2 separate regions of the Mus musculus genome follow, and region 1 is linked to region 2. Evidence: chromatin contacts called from public HiChIP or PLAC-seq data. All regions are on one chromosome and are shown on one strand. The core of a region is the stretch at or near the end of the contact, and the rest is flanking DNA. Distances in the headings are between cores, read along the strand shown. Region 1 has its middle 16 kb from the start of Vmn2r84. Region 2 has its middle 8.2 kb from the start of Tespa1.

Evidence for each region. HiChIP or PLAC-seq counts read pairs in DNA pulled down with a chosen protein or histone mark.
Region 1: a contact with region 2 is called in an H3K4me3 HiChIP or PLAC-seq map of the SCID.adh cell line, with 8 read pairs. The contact joins two enhancer-like sites. A contact is called at or near these places in 2 of 39 promoter capture datasets (the C10 cell line and pre-B cells), 1 of 15 datasets of contacts at CTCF or cohesin (CD8 T cells), 1 of 115 datasets of contacts at active chromatin or transcription factors (the SCID.adh cell line) and 1 of 9 other capture datasets (pancreatic islet).

The regions. Positions count from the first base shown.
Region 1 is chr10:130,375,446-130,381,771 of GRCm38.p6, reverse strand. No RefSeq gene overlaps it. Among named protein-coding and RNA genes, the nearest start is that of Vmn2r84, 16 kb to the left of the region's middle. Within about 2 kb of position 2,246, at least 4 of the 459 cell types and tissues checked have an H3K27ac peak or open chromatin away from gene starts, as enhancers often do. A contact at or near this core is called in the SCID.adh cell line, where this site is marked.
Region 2 is chr10:130,311,897-130,317,452 of GRCm38.p6, reverse strand. No RefSeq gene overlaps it. Among named protein-coding and RNA genes, the nearest start is that of Tespa1, 8.2 kb to the left of the region's middle. Within about 2 kb of position 3,127, at least 71 of the 459 cell types and tissues checked have an H3K27ac peak or open chromatin away from gene starts, as enhancers often do. A contact at or near this core is called in the SCID.adh cell line, where this site is marked.

The DNA.
Region 1 (6,326 bases), core at 997-3,496, 65 kb before region 2:
TTTTATTAGATATTTTCTTTATATACATTTCAAAAGTTCCCTATCCCAAAAGTTCCCTATACCCTCCCTCTGCCCTGCTCCCCTACCCATCCACTCCCACTTAAATTGGCTACTTACAATTCCAGAGACTGTTCAGGGTGAGGGAAAATACTTGTGTGGTTTTTATAACATTCAGAACATTCAGCAGTTTGACTATCTTAATGACTTTGGCTATTGTATCATCACCCATAGGATAAAACTGGCATCTAAGTTCTTGAGTAATCATTGTTTATATTGAGCTGTCATTCCATTACTATTGATGCAGCTTGCATGACACCATTCAGCCTAATATCATTAATCAAGAGTTTAACTTATTCATTTTATGAGTTCTCAACATTTGGCCATTTTCAAAAATTTCTCTATAAGGATTATATATGAACTTAACTAAATTCACATCTATTTCTATTTCATTTCTCACTCTTAAACAAGAGGACAACAGGTAATTCAATCTACTCATTAATCATGTGCTAAACAATTCTATGTTTGAAATATATACATACATACATATATATGTATATATATATATATATATATATATATGTATATATATATATATATATATATATATATATATATATATATATATAGGCTTTTTGACATAGATCAATGAAGTTTGTTTAGTGCAAACACATATAGGTATAAGTTTGTGAAATACTGTGTTAGTAACTTTGTCAGTGCAAAGACATTTATACAATAGTGAAAAGACAGTTTCCAGTAGCATTCTTACACTTTACCATATTTGAGCCATCATGACAGGTTGTTCTCATTACATGCGAAATGCTAGCTGGCAACAGGATACTAGCTATTGTCCTGATTCCTCACAAAGCCCTAATCACAATGTGATTATAGATGTAAACTTCAGCATCCTTGTTTCTGAGGGTTCTTAGGAAATGTCCAATTTTAATGTCCATAAACACACATATTTCTTTGGAAATAATTTAGAAAATATTTCTTATTATTTGAACATTTTAAGGATCAAGTTTCACTCTAGGAAGATAGGACATGTATATAGGATCAAGGAAGGGCATGATTACACATATGCATAAATAATATGACATGGAACAATATCTGAGAAAGAAAGCAGTTTTAAATCTGATTCTTTGCCCAATACTTTTCTGGAAAATGTATTCTTTGCAGGCATTGTAAAGTGACCCAAATATGCAGTTTAAGTAACAGGGTAACTGCTATTTTGGGGAAAAGCTATTCATCAGCTTAATTGATTACATTAAGAACCAAGTGAGTTTACATCACCACTTGCTTTCTATGTTCCTACAGTGTTTTAGTGAGCAAAGAGGGAGAAGATAATTGATCTTCAGAATTTTTTTTCTGAAGAGAATATTCACATGTGTCATTTTAAACCTCATTCTCACTGCAAGGGAAACAGACAAAACAGCAGGCTCTTACTCGCTCCTGATGTAATTTCTTTGTATCCATGAGTGCAAGCAACCATGCATATAGTGGTGGGGATTTGTGAATAATGAAATCAGTGTTGGTAACTGATAGGGAATTCATTATTTTCATTTATCTTTAACAGTTATAGCTCTTATCCTGTTCAGGGACTTAAGCATTTCTTTAGAGCTACAATAATAATAAGGTCACAATTCTTAAAATACATTGCTTACCTTGATGCATATTTCTGTTTTAGAAAAATGGAGTTAATTAATTTTTTTGCCTTCTCAAAACTAAACAAAAGGTTAGAATGACTGTCTGGATGTTTGAAATAAATCAGGACTGAATCTCCACTTGCATCCATGTCAGATCTTCATGCCAGCTCCACAGACAGCACAGTCTGCCTGTCTCCTAGGATGTCTGCACTAACCAAGAACACAAATGAGACTCCTGCCCCATTATACATGCTATCTGGGACCCGCCCCCCCCAAGCCCAGCAGGTGTGGGATATCTCTCTGCCTGAGCCCCATCAGCCTTCCCTTCTGCACCCTAAACGGATCAGTGTTCTTGCCCAACCCCCAACAGTCTGCCTGTCTCCTAGGCAGTCTTCTCTAACCAAGGATACAGAAGGACTGCTCTAAGAAGAGATACAAGAGGCCTACCCTGGCCAGAGACTATACAGCCTGCCTCCCAGGAGGCCTGCTCTGACCCTAGTCACATAACTCTACCTGCCTCTAAGGAGGTCTTCTCCAGTCCAAGACACCCAGGCCAGTTAACACCAGAGAAAATGAGTTGGCCAAGGGCAAGCTAGGGAACATAGGCAACAGGAAGCAATGCAATTTGGCACCATCAAAACAGAGTTCTTCCACCACAGCAAGTGCAGGGTAGCCTAACATGCGTGAAAAGCAAGATTCTCATCTAAAATCCTATCTCATGAAGAAGATAGAGGCCTTTAAGGAGGATATAAATAACTCCCTTAAAGAAATACAGGAAACCACAGGCAAAGAAGTAGAATCCCTTAAAGAGAAAACAAATAACTTCCTTGAAGAAATACTGAAAAGCCCAAACAAATGACAGAATTTAACAAAATGGTCCAAGAATGAAAATGGAAATAGAAACAATAAAGAAATCACAAATGGAGGCATCCCTAGTGATTGAAACCTAGGAAAGAGAAGAAAAACTACGGATGCAGGGATCACCAACATAACCAAAAAAAAAAAAAAAAAAAAAAAAAAATTGAAGAGAGAATCTCAATTGTAGAATATACCATAGAAGATATTGACACATTGGTCAAAGAAAATACAAAGTATCAATAGTTCCTAACCCAAAATAAAAGGAAATTTAGGACACAACGAAATTAACAAACCTAAGAATTATATGAACAGATCAGGGTGAATACTTCCTGTTCAAAAGACCAGAAAATATCTTCAATAAAATCATAGAAGAAACTTTCCTAACGTAAAGAAAGAAATTGCCAGAAACATACAAGAAGCCTACAGAACATCGAATAGATGTGATCTGAGAAGAAAATCTTCTCACCACATAATAATCAAAATGCTAAATGTATAGATCAGAGAAAGAATATTTAAAATTATAAGGGAAAAGGGTAAGTAACATATAAAGCCAGACCTATCAGATTTATACCTGACTTTTCACCAGAGACTCTAAAAGCCAGAAGATCCTGGACAGATACAATCCAGATGCTAGGAGAATACAAATGCCAGCCTAGGCTACTATAAGTAAAAACTCTCAATCACCATAGATAGAAAAACCAAGATATTCCATGACAAAACCAAATTTAAATATCTGTCTAAGAATCCAGCCCTATAGAGGATATTTGAAACAAAACTCAAACTCAAGAAGGGTAAACCCAAGAATACACAAGAAATTAAACATCTCACAACAAACCCAAAAGAAGAAAATCACACACACACACACACACACACACACACACACACACACACACACTACTTTCTCCAACCACAAAAATAAGAGCAACTAACAATCATTGGTCTTCAATATCTATCAATAACAATGGATTCAATTTCCCCCATAAAAAGCCAATACAGTGAGTACATATCATGTAAGTTCTTTTGTTATTGGGTTACCTCACTCAGGATGATACCCTCCAGGTCCATCCATTTGCCTAGGAATTTCATAAATTCATTCTTTTTAATAGCTGAGTAGTACTCCATTGTGTAAATGTACCACATTTTCTGTATCCATTCCTCTATTATAAATAAGGCTGCTAGAAACATAGTGGAGCATGTGTCCTTCTTACCAGTTGGAAAATCTTCTGGATATATGCCCAGGAGATCAAGAGGGAAAAGCATCAGGGCACAGTCACAATGAAAAGCAAAATCAAATTCCAACTGTCCAATCTCTGGGATCCACTCATGATCTTCTGGATTCCTCCAAGGGTCACTTTTCCAGCCCTGCTCTTTGTAGAACACATCTTGTCTTCTAGGCTCTAGCTGCCTGTACTCCACTGCTGCTGCTGTCCTTGGTGATCATCTCATGGTACTGGCATCTCCAAATCAATGCATGACCCCTTCAGTCCTGGGCCATCAATTGCAACTGAGGCTACACCTTCACCAATGGCCTTCCATTGGCCTCTCACAGTGCTGAGCTTCAGCTGCTCTGCATGACCCCTTCATGCCTTCAAAACCAGTACCACCTGAGTAACTCTTACACATCAAATCCAGCCTAAAATATAGTACCCGAAAATGTATGGTATATTATTGGAAATTAGGCAAAATTTAAGTTGCTATCTTTAGTGAATCTGATTTATTCACCTCATTCTTCCTCATTCTCAACTGAAGTTACAGAAAAGCATCAGTAACAAAGAAACATTTGTCCCCTTATTTTAAAAAGTGAAAGATAATTCACTCTCTTACCTATAGCAGTGAGGTTCTTGTAGGTCTCCAGCATCACATCTTTGTAGAGACTCTTCTGTGAAGGATCCAGCAAATTCCATTCTTCCCAAGTGAAGTTCACATGAACATCATCATAAGTCACTGCATTCTACAACATCCCATACATGTGTACAACAAAAGCATATACAGAAATCACTATAAATGTATGCTTCATTAACAATTCATGTAATTCTGGTGCTTCCTCCACTTTTTTACAGACACAGAAGTTCTAATGTAATCACTAAGTCATTTTAGAAGGAAACTGAATAATGAGATTCACCTTTGTCATTTCTCTGCCCTTTGAATAGGATACAGCCTTGCAAGAGAAATGCCAATCAACAGACATAAAGAGAAAAAGAGTGACAAGCAAACAGTACTGAACATACATCAGAGAAATTGTATGAACAATTACTAACTACAAAAATTATAGGCAAGCTGAGTATACTGACACATACCTTTAATCCCAGCAGTAGTACACATTTTGGCACAATGTGACTTCTGTACTTACCAGGAAGCTACAACAATCAGAAGGTTTACCACATTTGTGAAAGAATAAGGGGATACAGAGGAAAAGCCAAGAATATAAGTCTCAAATTATAGTCAAGTTTGATCAAAAGAAATGCGGCCAGGAAAAAATGTATAAACTTGACCAATATTACCTATGATTGCATGTGTATACAAATTAAATAAACACAGACTTCAAAACTCCCAGAAAAATGACTCAAAGTGACCCCTAAACCATTATATTTCTGACCTTCCAGACACTATTGACCTTAATTCCAAACAGAGAGGCCTCATGGTCTAGAGCTCTCTCTGTATGGAGGTGACCAGAAAGGTGGGCTATGGCTTAGCATCCCTCCCTGCCCCCATGTCTCTTTGTGATCTCATACAAACACAGCTCCACTGAGCCCACACACAAACCAAGGCTGAAGAATAATTAATGTCTGCTTCTTGCCACGTGGGTTATGGCACATAATATGGAATCTGAGATACTTACCTACACACCACCATGTACACCTGAGAAACCTCTGTACCTCAGAAACTCCTTTTGTACCCTAGGATTGAATTTCCCTGAATCATGCCATTGGGCTGGTGGTAGTGGAAAGGTAAAAGGATTTTAATCAAATATTGCTGGAAGATGATCATCACCTCCTTTCTACCAGTTTCTAAACTATTTGTAAAATGTATCACACAAAACTGAATATGAACTGTAATGTTCAGACCTCCATTTTTAAAATCTATCATCCCACTGCACAACAAAAGCAATGCTGTGTATGAACACTGGGTCCTGATATTATAAGCAACAGCTTCCTATGGCCAGAGCAGCAGAGCCTCCTCCCCCCAAGGAATTGACCTTAGAAAGGTTCAGAGGCTGCCACATGTCCCAACAGAACCATAGTGTGGTTCACAGACCATCCTAGTTCAATTAAATTGGACTCTGATAGATTAGCCAACATGTTCTTCCTGGTGGCCATCACAATCACCATGGTATGGCTTGTGATCTCTCTAACAGCTCTCTGATGAACTGCATCAGAGGAGAATATGGAAAAAATCTTAAAGCTACCTCCTACTGGTGCTCCTCCTGATTGCTAGCCTGCCCAGAGTCACCCAGCTGGGCCTCAGGATGGTGCCTGCTCCCCAACTGGAGGATTAGAGATTAAATGACTCAGACAGCACAGGCCTTCCAAGGTCTGCTTTTCACCCTAGGGGCAGACAGAGCCCTAGTCTGGTAAATTTGTATTTTAGTAGAATCTTCCACTCTCTTAGGGCACCTGTCCATCTTCCAAGGTCGTTTGTGTGTTCACTCTATTACACACTCTACATCATCCAGTGAAGCCATTCCTTTGCTTCACAGCTGGGAGGTCCTGCAGCCAAACTCCAGTCAAACTCAAACAGTAACAGCTAACAACAACTGAAGAAAAGTTGGCTACGAACTTGAAATCAAGGAACAGTGAATGGGAGGCGAATGATAAAAGAAATAAA
Region 2 (5,556 bases), core at 1,878-4,377:
AGCAAGATTTTGCTGACAGGATCCTGATATATCTGTCTCTTGTGAGGCTATGCCAGTGCCTGGCAAATACAGAAGTGGATGCTCACAATCATTTATTGGATAGGACACAGGGCCCCCCAATGGAGAAGCTAGAGAAAGTATTCAAGGAGCTGAAGGGGTCTGTAACCTTATAGGAGGGATAGCAATATAAACTAACCAGTACCCCCAGAGCTCGTGTCTCTTGCTGAATATGTAGCAGAAGATGGCCTAGTCGGCCATCAGTAGACCATCAGTGGGAGGAGAGGCTCTTGGTCTTGCAAAGATTATATGCCCCAGTACAGGGGAATGCCAGGGCCAGGAAGCGGGAGTGGGTGTGTTGGGGAGCAGGGCAGGGGGAGGGTATAGGGGACTTTCAGGATAGCATTTGAAATGTAAATAAAGAAAATATCTAATAAAAATAAAGAAAATAGTTGATTCTTTGTAATAGCAATTTACTGTAGCAATTATGTTGATTTTAAATAATTGATATAAAATTTGAAATGAACTATTTAATTGTGTTTGCCCAGAATTTCCTTAGACATTAATAGCTAACACTCAAAATTGCACTTCCTTGTAACAGTCGTTATAAAGTCACCTTACATATTTTCATTGAAATGAGGCAAAAGTCTCCTGGTACTACAAGCTCACAGAGCTCAGAAGAGATATGAGAGCATTTTGGGAGGACACACCTCACAGATGGCAACTAAGAGCTCTGCCTAATGCCAGAATATAACCATTAGAAATATTGACTATTTTCCATAGAATCTGTTTCAACTGAAACAAATATAGTGATACACATGTATATGCCCACCTGTTCTTCCAGTTCATAAAAAGGAGTTGTTTGCTATCCCACGTATCCATAATGATTGCAGTAGCTCCAGGCTCATTTTCACATGGAACCTGGTAGAACTAGCTTTTCATTTTTTTGAAAAAGTTTATTATAAAGTATACTATCCCTACCTTAATTATCCAAAAGCATTATTTGCACATGTGTACTAGATACATTGGTGTTTAAAAAAATATGCACTTACTCTTTATTACATGATTTGGCTTGCATAGAAATCCAACTGTAGATGTAACAGATTGGTAAAATTATACTTTTATATATAAATGCTTGAGTTTTATGGATAAAATTTTATATTACCTGCAGATATTGCATCAGTTATTACTAACATCTTTACTAATTGATGAATATAAAAGTTATAAAACTACTATCTGTTTTTATTATTCAGTTTACTTTATTGAAGATGAATTTTAGAAACACTACTTTGTTAGTGTGTCTATATTTGAAGGAAGGGAGATAGCAAAGAATTGTTTCAGTGGAGAGTGAAAGGGTTACAACATGAAACCAGAAGTAAAGTTATGGCTGTTTCCTCTTGCTTAACAATAATGAAAACTGTCTGGTAATGGTATGGCTTCCCTGAAATACCACCAATAGGAGACTAAAGCCAGAGCATTGTTAAAGGTAGTAACCTAGAGAAATGAAGGAAGAAAAGCACCTTTCATATGGACCTGATTTTTTAAAACTTTTAATGAATTTTAATAAGAAATAAATAACCATTTACAATAAAAATGATGAACTGTAGATGTATGAATAAAGGCACAAATTGTTATTTGTATGTATCTAATGTCTTGGTAAATTTCACTGAATAAATAAAAATGTAATTGGTAGACATTTTGAAATGTAAAATGCACTATATTAGCAAGTGCTGTGGTCATTGAATTTTGCTATTTCTAGTCAGGCTTTTACCTTTATCGGGGGAGGGAATTTAATTTCATTCAGTATAACTCTAGCCCCTTTAGAGTGTATATGTGAACTTACTAGTATTTTTATATTCTGGTATCTCCAGAACTAAAAGAAGGGTAGTCCTGACTAAGTCTTTTGAGTTTAGTGAAATGACTGTCACACACATCATTTCATGATGGAGAAGAGGGAAATGATGAATGACATAAGGATGAAAGACATCAGAGTGCTCAGACATTGTAAATTGTATCATCTACTGGGACATCACCATAATAAAGACACTGCAGAATGGGTTCCAAATGTTTTTATTCTACAGAAGAACCCTTTTAAAAATATATTCTCCTGATTGCTAAATTGCTACAAAAAGTATTTTAAGAGTAACACTGACACAATTATATTGCTTTTGTAAATTTGAAAATATTTCTACTATATTATATTTCACCACATTGCTTTTGTAAGAAAAATAACTAAGACCATGAGAGGGGACAACATTTAAAATGTAAATAAAATAAATATCTAATAGAAATAAAAAATAAAAATAACTAAGATATTTTCTTCAGTTTTGTGAGCTAACAAAAGAGAGCCAATAGATGGAAGCTTTATCTCATATTAATAAATAATTCAATGTAATTATACAATTAGTAAATGCCACTAAAATTAAGGATTTATAGAATTTATTTAACTAAAGTGATTACTCACTATAACATCTATACTATATTATAGTAATCCCTATAGCATCTATACTAGTTATTTTATTAATTGTCTAATATCTATCATATGATTTGTTATAGAATGAGAATATTAAGTAAGACATGGTAATGAGTTATAAGGGTAACAGAAAATGTTAAGCCAAATATATATCACCTTTGAATAATATCTGTACATATGCAATGTCCAAACCACTTCTGAGTTCTGATGGACAGATGGAGGGGCCAGGCACAAGTTTGAAGCTAGGAGCTAAGGCTCATCTGGAAGGTTGCCCAGATTTGGGGCACAGCCAGGACAGCTGCCCAGAGAGGAAGCTGCTGCTCAGAGCCCTGCTCTGCCTAGCAGCTGGGCCCCTCTGCTCAGGCCCAGATGCATGACATCTGCTCCATGAGAAGCTGGTCTCCTATGATATGAAAAAACACTACTTTGTGTAGGAATCTGTTTTTTTTTTTTTTTTTTAAAAACTGCTCATGTGAGATGTTTAGTGATTTGCTTCCTATATGTACTCAAGAACCAGAGTAGGAGGAGAGACAGAGCTCCTGACTATAATCTTAGCACTTGGGAAGTAAAAGCAAAAAGGTTGCCAAGTACTACATAGTGACGTCCAGGCCAGACTGGGCTTTAGTGGGAAACACTGTGAGTAGAAAGGAGGAAACAGTGGCAACTCATCAGGGTTTCTTACAAGGAGAAGTATGTCTGGGTAGGTACTGTTGACCTTTGCCTGTGCATTCTGGGAGTAAAAGATCTTGAGAAGTGGAACTATCACTCTTCTAGCCTATGCCTTCTCCTAAATCACTCTTCTTGGTGGAGCGATTTCCTCTGTCTAGATAAACTGAAGTTCAGCAGAACTGAAGAACAGTCAGTCAGAAGATGTTCTTTCAGAGATCAAGTCCACTAAAGCTGTGACACTGGTTACCTTCCAAATGTCTGTATATATGTGAAAGTACACATCCATGGAAATGAATATCTGGAAAAGAAGCATTACCTCTTACATATATGGTTCTGTGATGAGATAAATTGGGGAAATACAAAAATTTAAAAGATCAGATTGTATATTTAAAGCTTAACTTCTTGGGGATGTTCATAAACATCTGAAATGTGCATCTTCGAGGAAGATGGAGCAGTTTATTTTTCTGAATGACTGTCTCTGTTTGTTTCTGGAAAATGTGTCACACACACACACACACACACACACACACACACACACACACACACACACACACAGGGCACATGTGTCCCAGGGTGTATGTGGAGATTAGAGAACAATGCCACCTTGTGGTGATTCCCAGTGCACAAGTGCTATACCTACCCAGACACCTCACCAGCTCTGCTTTGTCTTTTTTTGAGGTATGATTGACTGTGTTAGTTTTGGAAAGTTGTTTCTGTTCTTTCTGGGTTACACTGGTATTTGTGTCTTTGGCTGTACTCTGGGTTACACACTGGTATTTGTGTCTTTGGCCCTGTACTGTTTGATGGGCTTTCTTCTGTCTAAGCCCTTTCAGTTCAGAGGAATTGGGGCTTATGGAGACCCCAATCAAATTTAGATGGTGTTTTACACCAACCCTAGTGTTTTGTTTTATGAACCACATGGTGTAATAATTCAGGAGGGTGCACCTCAATGGCCCCTGTCAATTTGTCCCTCTGAACAGTCATGCCACAGGACAGGCCAAGTACAAAGGAAGATTATTGGGGTAAGGGAGCCAGGGAGGAAAGCAGAGACCTAGAAAGGGGTTAAGGCAGGGAAATGGGGACAGAGAAGGATAAAAAGAGAAGAAAGAGGAATAGAGGGAGAAAACAGCCAGGGACACGTAGGGAATAGAGGGAGGGGGGAAGAGATGGAGAGAGAGGGAGATGGAGATGGAGAGAGAGAGTTGAACAGTCCAGTCTTTATATTCAAGCCAGGCTCATACCTGACTGTTGCTAACTAACTGTTAGGCAGAGCCTAGAGAAATTGCTAACACCTAGGATCAGATGGACCTGCAGTGGAGAAGGACCATTTGGGGATTGAATAGTATGGGAGCCAGTTACCCTGAAAGTTTACAACAAACAAGCAAGCAAACAAACTCTATTTGGAGTAATCCATGGACTTTAATAGTTTCAAATTTGCTCTCTCTACCTAGAAGAAAGGAAGGCATAAAGTAACCTCTCAGAGGAAAGTGGAGGAGGTAGAAAGAAAAACAGGCAATTTAGAAGTGAAACTTTCCTAGTTTGCTTGGGCTATGTTCTATAGCAATTTCTTCTGAGATAAAACATTTGATCTTAGAGGGAAGCTTCTTAAGACTGGAATGTTCTAGAGTTCATTCAACATTCCTTTCTGAATTTAAAATCTAGAAAGTAAACAATTCAAAATCTTCAAGAAGTCCCTGAAACTTACCAGAACAGTGTCATACAGCAGACTGTAATTCTAAAAACAAAGTGGGTAGTTTATAAGCAAAAGAAATCTATTTTCCATCAGTTCTAAAGGCTTGAAATCCATGTTCAAATTGAGCATGTGTCTGGTGAGGGGTTGCTGCCTAGTTCACATGTCTTTTGTCTGTCTTCACATGATAACAAGGGAATTTTTTTTAACAAGGGTATTAATTTAATTTTTTTAACAAGGGTATTAATTTAATTCATAAATTCTCTGTCCTAATGAACCAACCATTTCCTAAATCGCTGTCTTTTAATATCATCACCTTGGAGATTAAAATTTCAAAATATGCTAATCTGAGAAACTTCCTTCTGTTATGGGCTATGGGCAGCAGTTAATGCAGAGACTCATAACTGTCAAGTGCTAAGAATATGTGTCTGTTTAGTGCTCAGTCAGAAACAGGACATCAGTGTCACCCCCCCCCCCATCCCCAAGGCTGGCAGAACACTATGGATGAGGGGACAAAAAACTGTAATAGCTGGAAGAAGGGGAAGAGTGTTGTAGAATGTAGCCTTATGCATCAGTTCCTCAAAGGAAATGAGACAGAAGCTGATTTCTGATCAGAAGATATCTGCAGAAGCTCCTGAGAAGGGTCAGTGCAGGAGACTTAGTTCAGCGTTCTCCTTGTCATGCTCTAAGAAAGAGGGGCTTGTAAAGTGAATAAATAAATAATTAA